Regions from separate parts of the Mus musculus genome. Here region 1 is linked to region 2. Evidence: chromatin contacts called from public HiChIP or PLAC-seq data. All regions are on one chromosome and are shown on one strand. Each heading gives the region's core, a stretch centred on a gene start, on an enhancer-like site or on the middle of the called end of the contact. The rest is flanking DNA. Distances are from core to core; before and after follow the strand shown.

What was found. HiChIP or PLAC-seq counts read pairs in DNA pulled down with a chosen protein or histone mark.
Region 1: an HNF4G HiChIP or PLAC-seq map of pancreatic cancer cells shows a contact between it and region 2. The contact joins two enhancer-like sites. A contact is called at or near these places in 9 of 39 promoter capture datasets (the C10 cell line, embryonic stem cells, hematopoietic stem and progenitor cells and 5 more) and 1 of 115 datasets of contacts at active chromatin or transcription factors (pancreatic cancer cells).

The regions. Positions count from the first base shown.
Region 1 is chr6:91,205,950-91,208,996 of GRCm38.p6, reverse strand. No RefSeq gene overlaps it. Among named protein-coding and RNA genes, the nearest start is that of Fbln2, 5.3 kb to the left of the region's middle. Within about 2 kb of position 1,271, at least 42 of the 459 cell types and tissues checked have an H3K27ac peak or open chromatin away from gene starts, as enhancers often do. A contact at or near this core is called in pancreatic cancer cells, where this site is marked.
Region 2 is chr6:90,982,947-90,985,898 of GRCm38.p6, reverse strand. It overlaps a transcript of Iqsec1 not described here. Among named protein-coding and RNA genes, the nearest start is that of Gm38860, 26 kb to the left of the region's middle. Within about 2 kb of position 1,583, at least 27 of the 459 cell types and tissues checked have an H3K27ac peak or open chromatin away from gene starts, as enhancers often do. A contact at or near this core is called in pancreatic cancer cells, where this site is marked.

The sequences.
Region 1 (3,047 bases), core at 22-2,521, 220 kb before region 2:
GATGAAAATCCACCCACAGGGAGTTCAGATGGGCACAGGAGCCTGGCTAAGGTTGGCATTTCTGGCTGCCACAGCCACAGACACTCTGGGCCACTGGAGAGGAAAGATATGACCAGCTCCAAGGAAGGACAAGCCTGCCCTTTCCTTTCCCTTCCGGGTAGCTTGACACAGGTCATGCCCTGCTGGGTATCACAGGTGGCTTTACCTGCGCTGACCCTTCACTTGGAAATGAACCAAAGCATGGGCCTCTTCATTATAACAGCCTGGCCTATACCTAACTAACTTAAGATCTCTGCTGAGAAGCCTAGATATACCATGTTGTAGACGGGAATCTCCCATGAAGTTAGGGGGTACTAGGGGTGGGGCTTGTGTATACTACAAGACCTATGCAGTCTGCATTTCAGTTTTTTGCCCAGGTACATCCCCAGGTACTAGGGCCTCTGCAGAAACTTCCCATATCTATCCTGAGACCACATGATGCATTGGGACCAGGAGAACCCCCTACTTCCTAGCTGGGCACCTGGCCCAGGTGTGGCCTGCAAGAGGAGTCTATCCTCAGCACCAGTGGTGGAATCAGGGAAGAGAGGTAACTAAGAAGGACTCTGGCAAGGAGTCCAAAGAGGACACTTGTGCCTGGTGCTTTTTTGAGCCTGAGCTTGTGGCCACTGCCTAAGGTGTGATGGGCCAGGAATGAGCAGAGAGCAGCTCTGAGCAGCACAGGAACTCAGGAGTGCTTCCTGATGGCAGATGCTGAAGCTCAGCCTTTCTGCAGATCCTCCAGTCTCAGGCTTCCACTATAGAGACTCACTTGGTTCTGGAAGCGTCTGCCAATCTGAGTTGCAGTTTTGAACTAGTTGTTTCGTTTGAGACTTTGGTCAGTGTGAACAGAAGTTTCTTGTTCACAAATTTTCCTACAGGAATTGGCTGATAAACTTGATTTGGTGAGACTAAATGGCCTACCATGTACAGTCCCCATTCCCCCACCCCCTGCACTTCCCAGACTCCTCCCGACACTTCCCATTGTCGAGATTTCCATCACTGTTCCTGGTTTACAGTTGAAGAGGCTGAGGCTCAGCAGGATGGCAGGTCCCACGCAATCAGCTCATTCTCTCCACACACACCCCCACACTGTCCCACCTTGTGAACAGGGACCAAGTGCCCTTGGCGAACTGCTCAGAGAGTCAGAAGCATATAGAACCCCTGGGGAGGTGGGGAGCCATTACTCTTCCATGAGTCCCCTGTGTGTTCCAGGAAGCCAACGGCCTGACGACTCTGTCTGGGAATGGTAGGCTTCCACCTCTGTGGCCCAACTCATTTCTGATTCATCTGACCCTTCCCTCTGGTGTGATGAAATTTCTGGCACTTCTCAGAAGTTCTAGTCACCCAGGACAAGACTTAGCCCAGCCTGGCCACTCAGGACAGCTTTCCTGGCTTGGGGAAAAGGCATGGATGAGGGGGCAGGGTGCTGAACTCAGAGTAAAGATCTCACCATGGGTTAGAAAGCAAGCTGGGGGTACCCAAAACCACCCCCCTACACACACACACACACACACACACACACACACACATGCACACACACACCTTCCAGAAAAACCCAAAAAGGGAAGAGACCTGCCAAAGACCAAATAACACAACCCTCAGGGGCTAAGTCGGGCAGTCAAGAGGCAAGCCTCTGGCTATTCCAAGCCTTGGCTTTTTCACCTGTGAAATGTTAAAGGCTGGCCCTAATTTTAATAAATACATTAGAGAACTTTTACCAAACCAGCAGATGATGTCTTCTCAGAAGAATCTGTTTCAGTCTCTTTTGTTTTATACAAATGTATCCAACCCTAACCATTTCTAAACATTCTTATCATTTCAAAAATGATTTGAAGAGAATCTCTGGATTTAGATTTGGGCACCTGTCCAGTCCAAGAAGTTTCTGTGGCACAGGGCACATGCACCTTTGGGTGCTTTTGATGCTTGTGTCAATAGACCCCTGGAGCTTATATCAACAGCCCCCTAAAGGTTGCATGATGTCCTCCGCCCCACCAAGAGCTGCACTCCTGGCACGGGGTGCCCAGCCTCCAGGCTGCCTTTATTCTGGGGAGGGTTCCTCAGCATCTTCAACAGGCTGTCTTTCTGAAATTCTTTGCACAGAAGGGGGTTCACCCTTTTCTGCAGACCCTCCTATACTCTGGTCATGTGATTTTTATATAATAATTTTTTTTCAGTTAATGTAGATGGACCCACCAATACTTTTCCTTAGATTAGTGGTTCTCAGCCTTCCTAATGCTGCAACCCTTTAATACAGCTCCTCATGTTGTGATCACCCCAAATCACAAAATTATTTTGTTGTTACTTAGTAACTATAATCTTGCTACTGTTATGAATCATAATATAAGTATCTGATATACTACCCTTGTGAGAGGGTCATTTGACCTCCCAAAGGCGTCTCAATGCACTGCTCTAAGGCTTCAGGTCCTGAGGTTCTGCTTAGAATGGCTAACTCATTCTCACATCTATCCATCCACCAATCAATTGCCCTTAAACCTGACCCCAGGCCCTCCAGCGCATTCTACATGCTGGTGTTTGTCTTTTAGTTCCTTGCCTGAGGATGAGAGGAGGGAGTCTCCAGGAGTAGAGATCCTTCTGCAAACAGCCTCCATCTGCCTGACAGGCTACCCCATCTACCTTTGGGAATTCATGAGTTTGGGGTTATAAGCATCTAAGGTTTGTGGTGGCCACAGGAACACATCTCCTCGGGGTGACAGAGCCCCTCCACCACTACACTTGCAGCTGAGCTGAGGCCCCTGTGAACTGGAACCACAGCGACACAGACACAGGGACACCAGCAAATGTCAAGAGAGTTCCTTGGGCCTGGGCATCTGGAACTGAGCTCCATTCCCGGCCTTCCTCCCTGAGATTCTCTGTCTCCCAGTCCAGCCTTTGTCAGAGCTGTGCAGTGAGCGGCACCTCTCCTGTTTCCCAAGGTCACATGCTCTGAACCATCTGACTCACTTGACCATATCTCTTCATGCCGCACAATAAGTCAAACTCACTTAGTG
Region 2 (2,952 bases), core at 334-2,833:
CCTCATCCCAGCTTTCCTTTAAATGCACACAAAGCAGGAATCAGCCTAGCTGTCTCCCATTCTTTTTCCCTAAGGTAACACACACACACACACACACACACACACACACACACACACACACACACAGAGGTGGTGGTGGTGGGACGCAATAGGCACCTGGTAGGTAATTCATGCAGGCTAGATTCTTCCCATGTCTGTCAGTTTCTCAATTCTTTAGATCAGCTGAGCCAAAGCAGGAGGTGGAAACTTAAAGGCTAGGTGCAAGAGATGTGCAGTGGGGGATATGGAGCTGTGGCAAAGGGTTGCTGGAGCTAACAGCTGTTATTAAGCTGAGTTTCCAGAGGTGACAGAGCAGAATAGGGCCACAGTTTGGGGGGAAATGGAGCTAGGGGATTGGCCTCTACTTTCTACCTTTGGGCAGAGGATAACAACATTCTCAGGCCTCCCTATTTGCATATAGTGGCCCTGAGAAGAGCCGGTCTGACAAGCATGCTGGTTGAGCAAGACCTGACTGACCTTTTACTAAGTAGCTGGTAGCCACTGCAGCCTGAGTTAGGAGCTCCCTTCTCACTATATAGATGAGCTTCAGGGGTCCATTGCTTTCCCTGAGACAAGAGTGAGCTTGATAATTACCTCACTAGGCACAGATGCCTAGACATGCTAGAAGCTTTCAATCCCAGAAACTTTAAGCTCTTCCTCAGAGGGCTTTCTTGAATGTCTTGACCTCTAGTACCAAGAGTCATTATTTATTCCCAGCACTGGGGGAGAAGATTAAAACAGGGAAGAAATCCATTCATTCATGGTGCCTTTGCTATCTGGGAGTTATTTGCTTCTGTTGTTATTGACGTTGATTTTCCCCTGACATCAGCACTCATTTATGCAGTGTGCAGTCAGCTACATTCTAATGATCCATTTCTAGAACCACATTTCCCTCACTAGAGCTTGGGTACCTAGTGGGTGCTCAGAGTATATAGCCTGAATGGGTAAGCCAGGGAAGACAAGAAGTATTGGAATCATCAAACCGCAGGTGCGAATGAATGTATTGAACCAAGTTTAAGAGAACATGGCAATATCCCCTAAGGGTTTGCTGTGTGCTCATACCTTATGTGTCATCACTCCTATCAGGCAAAGACAGGCTCCCATTATACAGATGTGAAACCTAGGCTTAGAGGGATCACATGCCTTGTTTAAGCTCTGTCTGGTCGTCAGCCAGTGTTGGATCTCACGCTGTTTGGCTCCTGATCTTGCTCACCTCCTGCCTGACTTTCACACTGTGGAATGATCAGACCACTTCTCAGGATTCTTTTTGGCTCCTGGCCAGTGCTTGAAGGTGCACAGCATGTTTGGATCCCTTCTGCCCCATTGAATCTTGTCACCAATGCAGTGCTTTTGGTGGTGATTGTGTAAAGGGGAAAAGGTAGAAGAAGGTGACCCCCTTTTAGCCTTTGATCTCCTGAAGTTTCTTGGCAGAAGTAAACATCAGCCTCAAGTGGCTGGGGAGAGGCCCAGTGGAACAGCCTCTTCCGCCTTCTCATCTGCTCCAGCCCTCAAGGGCTGTCACATCACACATCACTCTGAGAGGACGTTTTTTCTGAAGCTCTGAGTTGGTGACTCACTCTGGGGGAGGTTTTCAGTGGCATTCAGTGTCTGTTGACTTACCAAACAAAGTGCTTTTCTGGGTTTGTGGTGACATTAACCATGATGGTGGTGCTTCATTTCAGGGGCATGCTCAAGGGTGGCCGTAGAAGAGGGGGTGGCAAGAGGAAACTGGACTGTCCTAATTGGCAGCAGGCAGATAACACAGAAAGCACTATGATGGTCCTGGCAAGGAGCCTTTGAGTTGTGTTCTTCAAAGTGGTTAGAAAGTACCAAAACTGGGGTGTAGGGGCTAGGAAGCAGAGTGCTCTTATGCGCAGATTCCTTTCTCCCTAGGAGCAAAGACTAGGGGTCTGGAAGAGGATAGGAAGGCCTTTTTTCTCCTCACCTGTAACTGTGGCTGAGAAACTGGTGGCAGGAGACCCTGTGGTTATATTTCCACTAAATAATATTCTCCTTCTCCCAGCTGAGATAAAGGCTGGATCCAGTGCTGAGAAGATGTCCCTTTGTCAGGAACAAGCTGCACCACACTTTGGGACACTTGTCCTAGTTGGACAAAATGTATTAAACTGTAAGGGATCAGGGTGAGCCATTCTTATTTTTCCAGCAGATGGTAGAGTCCACAGAAAGATGAGGGAGTGTTTTTCTGAAGCTCTCTCCCAGCCGTCTGACAAGCTAAGCAAATTATTATTTTACAACCCAGAAAGTAAATCAGGGAATGCTTCTTTATCTAGCTGGCGCTGAGAGAAATAGTGAGTGGTGCAGTGTGTGAATTGCAGTTGAGAGCTGCTGGTGCTTTTGACGTGAGTGTTCACACCAGATACAGGCCACTGTGCCTGCAGAAACCTCAGACCTCAGGGCTTCGCTATGGGGAGGGAGGTGTGGTGAGCGCTTGGCCACAGGAGGCAGGCATTTGGGAACATCCATATGTTGTGTCATCAGGATGACTATCTGTCAGTTATTTTGTCTATAACATTGCTTTGACAGCTGATTGGATTGTTTGTGCTACTTTATTTTTTTATAGAAGAGCAACACTTGGCTTAACTTGGGAAGTACACAGTTCTGTGCTTGTCTGGGTGTCAACAGGAATAATTACCACTGAGCCAGCAGAGAAACAAACATAGACAAACTGGGAATTTGTCAAAAACTGGAATCAAAGAAGGTGAAACTGACCTATCTGAAAGGGAGTACGAGCTACTGATGTAGTTATGAGACCATCTGAGTTCAGTGGATCTCCTGCTTGCAGACGTTCACCCAGCATAGACACATGCTAGTCTGCAGACCAGATCTCCCCAACTATAGGCTAAGTGTGGCCAAGTGATATGGTTGGAATTCTTGTGTACCAAGTCTATGGAG